Linked DNA regions of Mus musculus: regions 2 and 3 are each linked to region 1. Evidence: chromatin contacts called from public Hi-C and HiChIP or PLAC-seq data. All regions are on one chromosome and are shown on one strand. Each heading gives the region's core, a stretch centred on a gene start, on an enhancer-like site or on the middle of the called end of the contact. The rest is flanking DNA. Distances are from core to core; before and after follow the strand shown.

Region 1 (3,732 bases), core at 731-3,230:
TAAACAAGATTAGCATGTCATAAGTGTTCAGAAATGCTGGTTAACTTAATACACAGTGATATTTAAATCACAATAAAGCTCTTATCAAGAGTAGAAAGAAGTATGGAAGTTACTGACTCCCTGGGGCTACGGTAAACGTTTGTGGCTTACAAATATGTTTGAGTTGAAGCTAGAGCTTAAAGAGTTTTCAGTGTGTCTTTATCATGTGCTATACTGCTTTTAAAAGTTTATTTTATTTGTTTGCTGATGTGTGTAAGCATGCACACTTCCACACAATATTCATTATATATACTCTCACTACACTTTCTTTGATTTCTGACCACCACCTTCCCCTACGTTTGCCTACCTCACATTTATAGCTTTGTGTTATGATTTTATAACCCACATATTTTTTTTACTGAGGTTGTCTGTGCAGCCATGAGTTTGTAACTGTCTATTGGAGAATGGTAAGAAATATCCTTTACTCTATATGCAAATACACACATACACTTAGTGCACACACAGATACATATATAAAGCAAAAATATTCCTTATGAATATATACATATTTTTGTCTTATTACATTCAATGCCTTTTTATTTTTCTACCCAAGTCAATTATGTACAGTTCCCTTTAAGGGTTTTTTATTGGCTCATTGAGGAGTCTAGCCATCGATAAATACATAGTAGTGGAATTCATGTTAGTGTTTAAGTAAAGAGGTATAGTAGGACTTTAGGAATTGTGCATGTCACACAGGACAATTAAAGAGAACACTCAACCTGGTGGTTATTTTGGTCCTGAAGGCAGAAAGCATTTACAAAAGTAGATATCAACTGAGCTAGGTCACTCTAAAACAGGCAGAGAAGAGGAAACTAGAGGGTGGTCAAGAGGGAAGGTGAAGAAATGAAAGCTCAGAGGCCAACTGAGCTTTAGAAACTGGCATGAGTCTCTATGTGAAAATGGACATTCATGAATAAATTCAAACCAGCTATGTGAAATAATTGCCTTCTGTAACACAAGCAACTCCGATCTACTTGAAGCATGGATGAGATGCAAGCCCTCTCATTGCCTTACAAGAAAAAAAGCAATTTTGAAGCATGTGCTGGTCTTCTACCAGAAGCAAGTCATCAGAGTATGTGAGTTTTCATTTAACTTCCTCAACTTGTAAAGCAAGCATTGTGTCTGCATCTAAAGGAAAGAACGGTGAGGTTCAAAGACATTAAGTCATTATTTCCGGGGCAAAGAATTTGTGAAATCAAAGCCAGACAGGATGGCTCACATAAACCTCATTGTGAAACTTGGGCCTTATTGATAGTAAAAAAAATAAATTATAAAAGTATTACAATGAATAATTTAGAGAATTGCTTTTATTGAACAAATTACAGTTCAGTGCACATTACCACTTTTCAAACCAGCTTATGATTTCAAATAACTCTATATAGTCTATCCTTGGTTATTTACAGAAGAGAAATCAAGGTTTATAGTTCATCTGGCAATGACTTTTTTTTTTTTTTAAGAAACCTCTTATTATAATTGCTGCTCACACTCTTTTTTTTTTTTTTTTTTTTTTTTGGAAAATACATTTTATTTTTTTTTTCCATTTTTTATTAGGTATTTAGCTCATTTACATTTCCAATGCTATACCAAAAGTCCCCCTTACCCACCCACCCCCACTCCCCTACCCACCCACTCCCCCCCTTTGGCCCTGGCGTTCCCCTGTACGGGGGCACACAAAGTCTGCGTGTCCAATGGGCCTCTCTTTCCAGTGATGGCCGACTAGGCCATCTTTTGATACATATGCAGCTAGAGTCAAGAGCTCAGGGGTACTGGTTAGTTCATAATGCTGCTCACACTCTTTAGGCCTTCTTTTTGCACTAGCACAGGTTCAGGTCTTACAAGCCAGTAGGGGGCAGACAACAATTTCTGATAACTACGGCTATGCAGTGGGGCCTCCTCCTCTCTGAGCCGGCGACCTAGCTCCAGCCTGAAAGAGCTTCCTTAGCAACTGGTTGCCCTGGGCGACGGGAAGACGCAGTCCAGCTGACTGAGTTCCTGGAAAGTTCCTAGCACCTGCAAGCAGTCAAATTCACCAGTGAGCTATGTCGGAAATCCTGTGCCAGTGGCTCAACCAGGAGTTGAGGGTGTCCCGGACCGTGAGTGAGTGAACTCAGCCAAGGGCAAGCAGTTGAAGCAAGCACGGGATGGTGGGGTGGGGGTGCTGATAGAAAGTAGCTCCAGAGTGTCTAGCAGTGCCTGGCAGTGCTGGCCTGCCCTCCTCAGTGCTACCTAGCCACACTGGGGCTTTCTTATTTCATCATGCCTCTGACATTAGACCTCATCACGTGGTCTTAGCCCTCAGATTTTCTGATCTACTCTCTATTACTAAGGGACGCTAAGTTCTAGGTACTGGTCTGTTCCTGTGTGGAGTAAAAGTTGTTCCTGTCTGTAGTCTGACTGTTGCTTTGCTTTCATGACATCCGCATCAAAATGTGCAAGACGAATCCACGCAGGAAGTGCTTTCAACAGTTACAACTTTTTTTCTGTGTTTCCTCCAGTATAAATTAGATCCACTTGCACTCTCCCTGCTTAACAACAATTGTAGATCTGTTAACATTTGTCAGTTTTAGGAACTTTAAGCTTCCTTTATCCTTTATCAACTTTGGCCATTTGAGGTACCTTTTCTAAGCTAACCTTACTTGATTTTAGCAGAGGCATAAAGTTGTACATGAAGTTTCTAAATTCTTATGGCCCAGGAAGTTACAAACAAGTCAGATTTAGTGGCAACCAGACACTTCCTCTTCTCCTCGCTGGGGGAGGAATTATTGTTTCTTTATTGGTAGCTCATTTTCAATTGCTACGGATTTTCCTTCAGGCAAGATGCTTTCAAAACGAATCATTTCAACATGACCTCCCAGAGGTTCTCTTGCTTCTCTACCAGTTGCTACCAATGGGAGCAGCGGTGCCAGTTCACCCTTGGGTCATCCATAGAAGTTGCTAGGACAGTAAGTAGTATTTGTGCAGGTGTGAGATATCTAAGGATCTTCAGTGAGGAATATTCCAAGTTGCATTACGTGAGGCATAAACATTAGACTTATTATATCCCAAGGCTTCTCCACCCTGCTTTGAGCAATGATAGATTCTTTTTCCCTGTCCTGTCTCCTTGGTTCTCTGAGAGTTTCTCAGCTCAAATAGGATGCTAAACTCAGGACAGTATTTATCATGTATCATTTCCTCTTTCTCTCTCACAGTACTGTCCACCAAAATGCAGTATCACACCCAAGGTTGCACTACTCTGAGGGAGCAGTTACACATTTCTTAGCTTAAGTTGGTTCATTTATTTCATAATAAGATCCACACCATTTCCTCAAGTCCACAGGACCCTTGCAGAGTAAGACACTTTGGGGACAAGCAAATAGAGTTAACCATACACATGAAAACATTACATGCTGTTCTAATACTAATAAGTTTGAGAAATATGGTTTGGGAAGAAAGTATGACTTCATTCTGTGAAGATTAAAAGCTTGGAGACATTTTAAATAAAAATTATAACACCACAAGCTATGAATGGAAAATTCCCAGATTGTCTTTTCCTGCAGGATAAATCTGGAACTCGTTAGCAGAGACACTCCATGATAATCTCATTTTAAACACTAGCAAGGCAACCATTTCTGAAACCCAATTGCTACAAGAAGACTAAGTACACAGACTCTGATGTGGTCAAATTGTGCATGTAAAGGGCTATCCAGAGTACAG
Region 2 (4,263 bases), core at 873-3,372, 150 kb after region 1:
AAATGATTCCCCCGTTTCACACTAAGGTGACCATATAAATAATTCCTACGTAAACTGAAAGTACCGTTTTGCATCAGTTTGCTTCCTAATGTAGCCGTTAGAGACAAGACAAACATACCTTACAAATATCTCAATTTGTAAGTGCTTTGTTACTCTTTGCAGTTTTAATAGATTTTGTTTGTGATCCCATCTTGAATAAAATAACTGATTTACTTCTAATATCTGAAACCCAGTGTGGCATTATTTAAACCTTTATTTACAGGGACATTTTTACCCATGAAATTGTTCACCCTCACTAATACCAAATACTTCAGTAAAATTAAAACAACATAAAGTTCATCACGGAATTACCTGTGGATGGCTAATTATTTCAAAAGAATAAGGGTGGACACTTGCTACTCATAACACTACCTTACAAACCCGGAATTGTGCATGTGGTTTGAACCACTGACATTTTTAAAGGGAGAGCTGCATTTCTCTGGAGATTAGAAAAAACAATAAGGTTCATGTGGACTCTCAGACACAGGAAAAACTCAGATATAAGTGGAAACATTAGGATGCTGTGTCTAATCTAAAGAACAACTGCAAAAAAGAATGACTCTCTACGGCACACCTCCCAGATACGTGGATATATATAACTGGTCTCCCATAATTCTAAAAGGTACCACTGCTGGCTTTTTGTTTGTTCGTTGTTTTTTTTTCTTTTTTAATTTTTTTGTTTTGTTTCTCTCTTTCTAGTGCATGTGCATGCAGTTTGGAATAAGAATCTAAGTAGATGTGTCTCTTAGATATGTTAAAATATATTAGTGTACAATAGCAAGGCAGAGGGAAATACAGTGCCATTATATGGCTAACTGTCACCGTCAATGTCATTGACTTGGCCATCCAAGTCTCCCTACAGTTACAAAAGCAAGCCATCACCAACTGGAGGACAATCTGGGGAGAAGGTGCTACCTATGTTATGGCTGTCATCTTGCAGGTCTGGAATTGAAATATGAAATGTTTTGCTCATGTGTCCAATTGGATACAATAAAATTTAGTGATGCTTTTAAATTTTTTAACCTGTTTGAAACAAATATCAAAGGTTTTTGTTGTTGTTGTTATTGTTGTTGTTGTTGTTTTCAGTACAAGATTTCTCAGTGTAAAAGTCCTGGCTGTCCTGGAACTCATCCTGTGGACCAGGCTAGCCTCAAACTCAGAGATCCTCCTGACTCTGCCTCCTGAGTACTGAGATTAAAGGTGTGCACCACCACCATCATGCTGCCATAAAATTTTAACCTAAGAATTATGCAATTTTAATATTTGCTCAATTAGAAATGACTGTTATTTTTTTTCCTGGACCAAAGAAAGAGGACATTTTACAGAGATAACAAAAAGAACATCAAGAATTTTTATTTTATTTTATTTTACTTTATTTTATTTTATTTTATTTTATTTTATTTTATGTTTCTAAGGTAGCTTCTTTCTCTCTAGAGAAACACAAGACCAAGTAAGTAAGAGAGTTACTAGGCATTATTTCTGTTTTAGCAGAATAAACTGTAATTCCAGTAAAAATGGTAATAAATAAATAAATAAATAACTGTTTCACTGTGTTGTAGGCATAATCGGAAATAAAGCCTTCAGTGACATTCTGCTTGATTTGATTACCCTAAACCTTGGAACCAATAACTTCCCTAGCAGCTGGATGCACCTCAGCCAACTGGACGTAAGTTTCTGTTCTGTTTGGCATCTAAAAGGCCTTAATGCAGGTCTTACTTGATGAATCAATAGTTCTAAGGCAACCAGTTTGCAGCATTAGCAAGAAACCAATGACATTTAAATGAGTGAATGATGTCGGAAGTAAGCCATGCTATTGATGACTAACATTTAACCATTTCAGACACTGGGAGATGCAACCCAATTACAAGTGGTTTACAAATACCTTAACAAGGAACAGAAGCTGAGTTTTGAGAGTGCTTGGTTTTCATCATATTTTCATTGTCAAGACCCTAGGAAGTTTAATGTTTATATTGCACTACCCTGTTAATATGTTACTTCCCCAGACTTTAACCTTCCACTGGTTAAAAGACACCAGGCTAACTGACCTTAGTGAATTAGATGAGCAGGGTACACAAAAATCACAAATGTCAAAACAGTTGCCTGGTGTGGCTCCGTTGTTAGAATAGAAAACGAAAGTAAACCCAAGTCAGAACTGGCTCTGGCTGCCAAGGTGAAATCCCTCTTCCCTTGGCACCAAGCTCTGAAAGCCTAAGTGGGAGTAGCTTCAAGTTAGTTGGCCAAACTTCCCAGTGAGAGCCCCTATGTTCTTCCAGTTGCAGGAGATCACATCTTTATTAACAGTCAACACAGAGTTCGTGGACTGGAGGAAGTTCTTGATGGTCACAGCCATGCCGTGGCCCATGGCCCTGGAGGATGAGCTTCTGGACACCCTGCAGAGGTTTAAGGCCCTGGATGAAGCACAGACAGGCACCATCACCTACGAACAGTATAAGCAGGTAGACCAGTTCTCTTAACAAGTACCCAGCTCACTGCTGACACATCACATTTCTGGCCACTCTCGTGCTCCTAAGAAGCTCATACATAGGCAGCACAGACAGAATCAAAGTCCAGGACAGAAGTTTGGCTTCCATACCCAGGCAAAGCATTAGGAAAAAAATATTAAAGTAAAAAATTTCCTGCAGAACTAAGGGTCCCTAATAAAGTCACAAAAATCTTCATTATTTTTCTCCTGAGTTCTCAGCTAGTAATTATTCCTGTGGCTATATATTAAAACCACATGCAGGGCTTTAAATGATCCACTGCCAGGCACCCTATACTCCCAAGGAATGGGAAGGGCAGGAATGAAGAACTTGGTGGCCTTGGATGCTTCTGTTTTGCTCCTTTGGAATTGGGTTAGTGGATGGTGCGACTTGTTTTAACTGAATGAGCTTAAAATGTACATGAATATTTAAGGCAGAAAGGGTCTAACTGCTATCCACAGGAATTCTGAATATTGGAACGTGCATGAAGGAGCTCATCTAAGAAAAGTGATGGTAATCCAGAACATAATACCTGCTCATTGGAATTGGTTGGCAGAGTGTCACTGGAGGCCTGTTGTACAACAGGATTGGGGAATTTTGAATACAGAAGCTAGACTCCAAATAAAGAAATTAATTGGTCAATAGGATTATAGATAGATAGATAGATAGATAGATAGATAGATAGATAGATAGATAGATAGATAGATAGATAGATAGATAGATATTCTAGTCATCCGGTCAGGTATATGAGCATTTAATACATTTGTCCAGAATTTGAATGTTAGGATTAGTGTTATAATTCTCTAACTGACAAGGGTGCCTAGATTACTTGTCTCATCTCTACTGACTGAATGTGCCTTGTTCACCCTTCCACATCACTACAACTACAGAGGAGGGGATCACTTAGAATAGGGCTCAGACTTAGAAGCAGGGAGATGACCTGTAGCAATTTATCTCCCAAGTGTTTCATCACTGAAAGCTGACAGATCTTCCTGTCTTGCCTTGTTTATAATTAGTAGCTGACATCCTTTTGATTAGTTAGCCTAGAGCTTCCTGTGCTCACACACAAATGAAGCAACACGTGGATCCTAATGAGTTTCTCTATGGCTGATCAGGATGCTAGTTTGGCTAATTGAGCTCTGATGTATGCACTTGTCAAACAGTGGGTTAAGAATATTAGCACTGCTTACAATTTGCTATGACGACTTCATTTGAACCTGAGAACAGCAGAACAGAATATATGCTGAGTTCTGCTCTGTGTGGCTTAAGATGTTTAAGAAGTGGGCAACTGAACAAACCTTAAAGTTGTTGATTGACACAAAGTATCACATTGAACGTCTTTTACAAACAACAGAACAAATGTTGCTGGCAGCATTTCCAAAAATGCCAATCCCAAACAAGAGCCATTTATCAAAAGCAGGACTTTCTTGCAGAATGATAGACCAAATGCACTTAGGAGAACACAAGTCCTTACATGATCACTGTCTGTGTTCTGGGAATAGCTGATCATTTTCCTTTACTTCCTACTCCCAGATGCCCTAGGACACTGACACTACTGCATGCCTTTTTCAGATTTCCAACCCTTGATGGCTCACAAATACATACATACATACATACATACATACATACATACATACATACATACAAGCAAATGGGGAAAAATAAAAACCATTTCTAGAAGATTTTATATGATCTATTGAACATGTCACATTAGAGCAGTAATGCAACATAACTTTGGTGCTGA
Region 3 (3,937 bases), core at 259-2,758, 170 kb after region 1:
AAGTTTGGGTTTAGAAAGAATGTAAACAATAATCAAACAGCAATAAGATTTGATGAGACAGAGGATATCTGGGTTATGCTGTGATTACCAAGTGCTGACAAGAAATAAAAGTATAAACCACACAAGCTGTTCAGATGAAGTAGCTTTTCTGTGTTCCCTAAGGATAAGCCACTCTTGGTGATGTGGTGAGTGATAACGGCCCCTCTTGCAAGACGAACATATGTGCTCTGATTGGGCAGGGTAGCAGCTATCAGGGATGTGTGTGAGGACAGTCATCTAGTACTTCGCAGCCTTAACTCTTCTAACATCCCATCTCTAGTGAGCCATTGTGTTGTGAACCATCAACTCTCTTCTTAGCTACTCTCTACCTAATGGGCCATTTTGATGCAGTCTTCACCAAGGATGTATCAGTTCTTCCTCTAGTACTCTCTGAGCAGTGCTTGAAAAATCCTTTCTAGAGAACTAAAATAACACCATGAAGCTGTTTCTCTACCCAATCCTGATGTTTTCTATTTGAAGATTACAGTGAAGTAAAGTGGGTGTAGGTGCTAAGTACTTGCTTGGATGACTATGGCCCCATCCATCTCTAAAGTTCTCCTAACCAGTCCTGTAGTTATGGAAATGTCGCAGATTCTCCTAGTCTCCCTTATTCAAACTTTCAAAGCTAACTCGGCCTCTTCCCTCACACCCAAATCTCAGTCACTATTGCTATAGATAGATAACCCTCACAATGGCCACCCCTGTCTCAATGGCACTCAAGCTCCCATCATGAACAAAAGACATCTCCCATCAACACAATTCTAGAAATGTAAACTAACTTGGTAGGGAGGAGATTTCCTCCTAACCTCACACTTGTTTATACTAAATCTATACATAGAACCACATTAGAGTATACATTACTAGAAAGCAAGGATTTATGAAAGCTAGTGAGATCCATAGTTTATTCCAGTCATCTCTTTTTAGGACCTTGACCCTGGTGTTACCCTAATCAGGCCAGTTATGAAGCCACCACCAACCTTACTTTCTCCTGCTTGTCTCCTTTCTAAACAAAGCTGCCATGACTCTTTCCTGATACCCTTTGCAATTCATTCCACCTCTTTTCACATTTCACTAGATTTGGCCTAATAAAACACATCATGTCACCTACAGGTGCAACTCCATCTACTCCCAAAAGTTTTCATGTCAGTTCCACAACAAAGCCTTGATACACAGAGGCATCTCTGGGCATCCTGTTGAGCCAGACGTAAGCAAAGTCACAAGCAGATTACCCTAAGATTCGAAGTATAAGTACAAAGAAAATGTTGTTTTCAAGCTTGCTTCAAAACAAATCTGGAAAGAGATGCTGGCCCAGACTTGTGGCTGCAGTTCAAAGCCCCAAAGGGGACCAGGGGGCTCAAAGGTGTGCCTTGAGCATTTCAGCTCAAACACTTGCTGTATCTTTTGCTAACTTCAGGCTAACCACAGGGAGACAGCTACTCTGTTCACCATTTCTTAAACATCCTCACCTTGCTATGCCCCCACAAACCAGGCAGAAACCACAACATCCTTCTAGTATACGACAGGCTTCACCATGTACTCTGGAGGCGGAGAGCTTAGTCTTCTTCCCCTCCACTTTCACTGTCTGAGCCCATTTCGTACCAAAGTCCCTGCAAATTAAAGTCTTTGCTGGCATGCTACCTCCGTGCGTTGGAAGGCACCACTTAGCTTCCAGATGCTACAAGAACCCCTTACATGTTTCTTCTGAATTTCTGCATTTAAGAGTTTGATTCATTCTGCCAGGACCACAGACTAGAAACTTCCTTTAAAATGGCATGTAAGACTAGACCACTGTCATATTTTAAGCAGGCAACTTCCTTCAAGCTGATGAGCATAGTTGTAATAGATGACATTTTCTTAAAGAAGTAGAAGTAGCTATCACGTAATGTTTTTTTTTTAATATATTTTTGATAAAGATACACTCACTGTTGGCCTTTAAACATTTATATAAGGTGTATTTTACTATGCTCAGGATATAACAAAAGGAGGCAAGGCATGAATATTTAGCAAGAATCTGGGATTTTTAACCAGGAAGAAACTCGCATAGAGTTTAATTCCTTTGTCTGAGAAACATTTTAGACATTAAACCTCTAAAGAGCTGAGTTCTGAGACTCTACTACTCAAGCAAAGCCACTGCAACATAGGAGCCATAATAATAAAGGTTTCTTTTATACATCTAAGTTTGATGTAGTGGTCAAATGAAGGCACATTCAGTATGCAAAATTTCTCTGATTTCTCCTATTACATGATTATGAGGCTATTTGGAGCATGGGCTGAAAATACAGATTTCTGGGTAGTCTTCTTCAAAATATGCAACAGACCAGAAATGCAGAAATTGATTTCTTATACCCATAAAGTCTTACCAATATGACCTCCTAAAGGTGAGCTGAACAAGGACATGACAGAATGGATAGGTAAAAGCTTAACTCTTCACAGAGAACTATAGGCAACTAAAGAAGGATGGGAGCAGGAGAGTTGTTCTTACTCAAGGATGAGAACACCAATGGCCAAATGGGAAGCCCTGAAAACATGCATACAAGTAACATTATTTAACAGGATATATATATATATACATGCATATATGTCATATGTACATGGAATAACAATTAAAAACGAGGCCATAGATTTGAAGGAGAGCAGAAGGAATATATAAGAGAGTTTGGAGAGAGAAAGAAAAGGGATAAATATTGTAATTATAACTCCCCCCAAAATATTTTAAAAGTGATTTCCTAGTCTTTTTTTTTTCTAACGTTTCCATTTTTTTTAAGGAGTACAAGATATAGTTCACTCTCTCCTTAAGTTCTTTAATTGAAAATGGAGAGCAAGCCTTATGATAAATAGCAATTGGCTTCATGCTCAAGGTTAGCTAGGGAGGTCACAGAGCTTGGCAAAGGGCCATAGCACAAGGTTAGCTATTGGCATGACAAGGGGCAGAGCACACGTTAACTGGCAACTACCAAATGTTAGCTGAAAATAAATTCAGAACATTTTGCAAAGTCCCTTGGGTTTTAAATGTTAATGATTAATTCAAATGTCTTATAATGCTATGTGGTCCAACGTTGCATAAAATAAATAAATATAGTGTACGAGACTTTTACATGACTTATGGTTTGTCACTTTCCTATGGTCAGACTTTCCAGAGGACATCATTTTAAGTAAGTTACAAACCACTGGTCTCCACATTGAGAATCTCAATACCCCATCACTGTTAACCCCTCTAGTGCCCTGTGCCCCCTTACATGTCATTCTCTGGGAGTCTGAATTCAAGATTGTCTCTTTCATCAGTGCAGTGCAGCACTCTGGCAGAGGCAGAACTGAGCAGATTAACTAGTACACTCCATCTCCTATTTTCCTCTTGGCTGGTTGCATATATGCAGGAATATTATACTTAATGCACACATATACAACATGTATAAATAACATAATTGGTTTCTGTCTTCTCCGGATGATGACTAACTAGTCTGCAACTGCCAGGCATTTGAACCCAGGAAGTCTAAGGATGTACATCGAGATCAATGATAAAGCTAAAACTCTTCTTATAGCCAGCTTCCTAATCGCCTGCACATGCTAAACACAGAGGGGTAGAAGAAAGACATTGAGCCTCTTGCGTGGGACGAGGTTGAGCCTTGAAGAAACCTGGACGTGGTAAAGTAGGACAGGCTACGAGAATAAGCACATAAACAAACTTCACAATCTCTTGATGCATCACACAATTGCCTGCAAGGTGGGTAGCAAAAGGAGGATGTTCAGCAATGCACTTTTACCTACCCATCAATTTTAACCACAAGAATAAATTGAAATGGAAAAGTCAGCTCAGATTTTTGCAGCCAGTCCCCTTTCTATGATGACAGATAGCATAAGGGAGTTGAAATGACAATAAATAGGTATTTAGATATTAATT

The links. HiChIP or PLAC-seq counts read pairs in DNA pulled down with a chosen protein or histone mark. Hi-C and Micro-C count contacts between places; a contact is called where the count stands out from the background.
Region 2: a Hi-C map of CD8 T cells shows a contact between it and region 1, with 2.9 times the contacts expected there. The contact joins the enhancer-like site here to the promoter of Spef2 in region 1. A contact is called at or near these places in 4 of 39 promoter capture datasets (the C10 cell line, embryonic stem cells and pre-B cells), 11 of 484 Hi-C or Micro-C datasets (CD4 T cells, CD8 T cells, Th17 cells and 5 more), 7 of 115 datasets of contacts at active chromatin or transcription factors (the 230-238 cell line, CD8 T cells, DN3 thymocytes and 4 more) and 2 of 9 other capture datasets (adipose tissue and liver).
Region 3: a contact with region 1 is called in a RAD21 HiChIP or PLAC-seq map of pro-B cells, with 10 times the contacts expected there. The contact joins the enhancer-like site here to the promoter of Spef2 in region 1. A contact is called at or near these places in 6 of 39 promoter capture datasets (the C10 cell line, the HPC-7 cell line, embryonic stem cells and 2 more), 1 of 15 datasets of contacts at CTCF or cohesin (pro-B cells), 13 of 484 Hi-C or Micro-C datasets (CD4 T cells, CD8 T cells, DN3 thymocytes and 6 more), 7 of 115 datasets of contacts at active chromatin or transcription factors (the 230-238 cell line, CD8 T cells, DN3 thymocytes and 3 more) and 2 of 9 other capture datasets (adipose tissue and liver).

Annotation. Positions count from the first base shown.
Region 1 is chr15:9,747,116-9,750,847 of GRCm38.p6, reverse strand. Spef2 (sperm flagellar 2) reads left to right here and starts at 1,980. Exons shown (of 37, transcript NM_001305042.1): 1 at 1,980-2,136. The coding sequence starts at 2,079.
Region 2 is chr15:9,594,745-9,599,007 of GRCm38.p6, reverse strand. It overlaps Spef2 (sperm flagellar 2), which reads left to right. Exons shown (of 37, transcript NM_001305042.1): 31 at 1,599-1,705; 32 at 2,313-2,495. Among named protein-coding and RNA genes, the nearest start is that of Il7r, 67 kb to the right of the region's middle. Within about 2 kb of position 2,122, at least 30 of the 459 cell types and tissues checked have an H3K27ac peak or open chromatin away from gene starts, as enhancers often do. A contact at or near this core is called in CD8 T cells, Th17 cells, Th2 cells and 4 more, where this site is marked.
Region 3 is chr15:9,572,557-9,576,493 of GRCm38.p6, reverse strand. No RefSeq gene overlaps it. Among named protein-coding and RNA genes, the nearest start is that of Il7r, 45 kb to the right of the region's middle. Within about 2 kb of position 1,508, at least 47 of the 459 cell types and tissues checked have an H3K27ac peak or open chromatin away from gene starts, as enhancers often do. A contact at or near this core is called in the 230-238 cell line, CD8 T cells, DN3 thymocytes and 7 more, where this site is marked.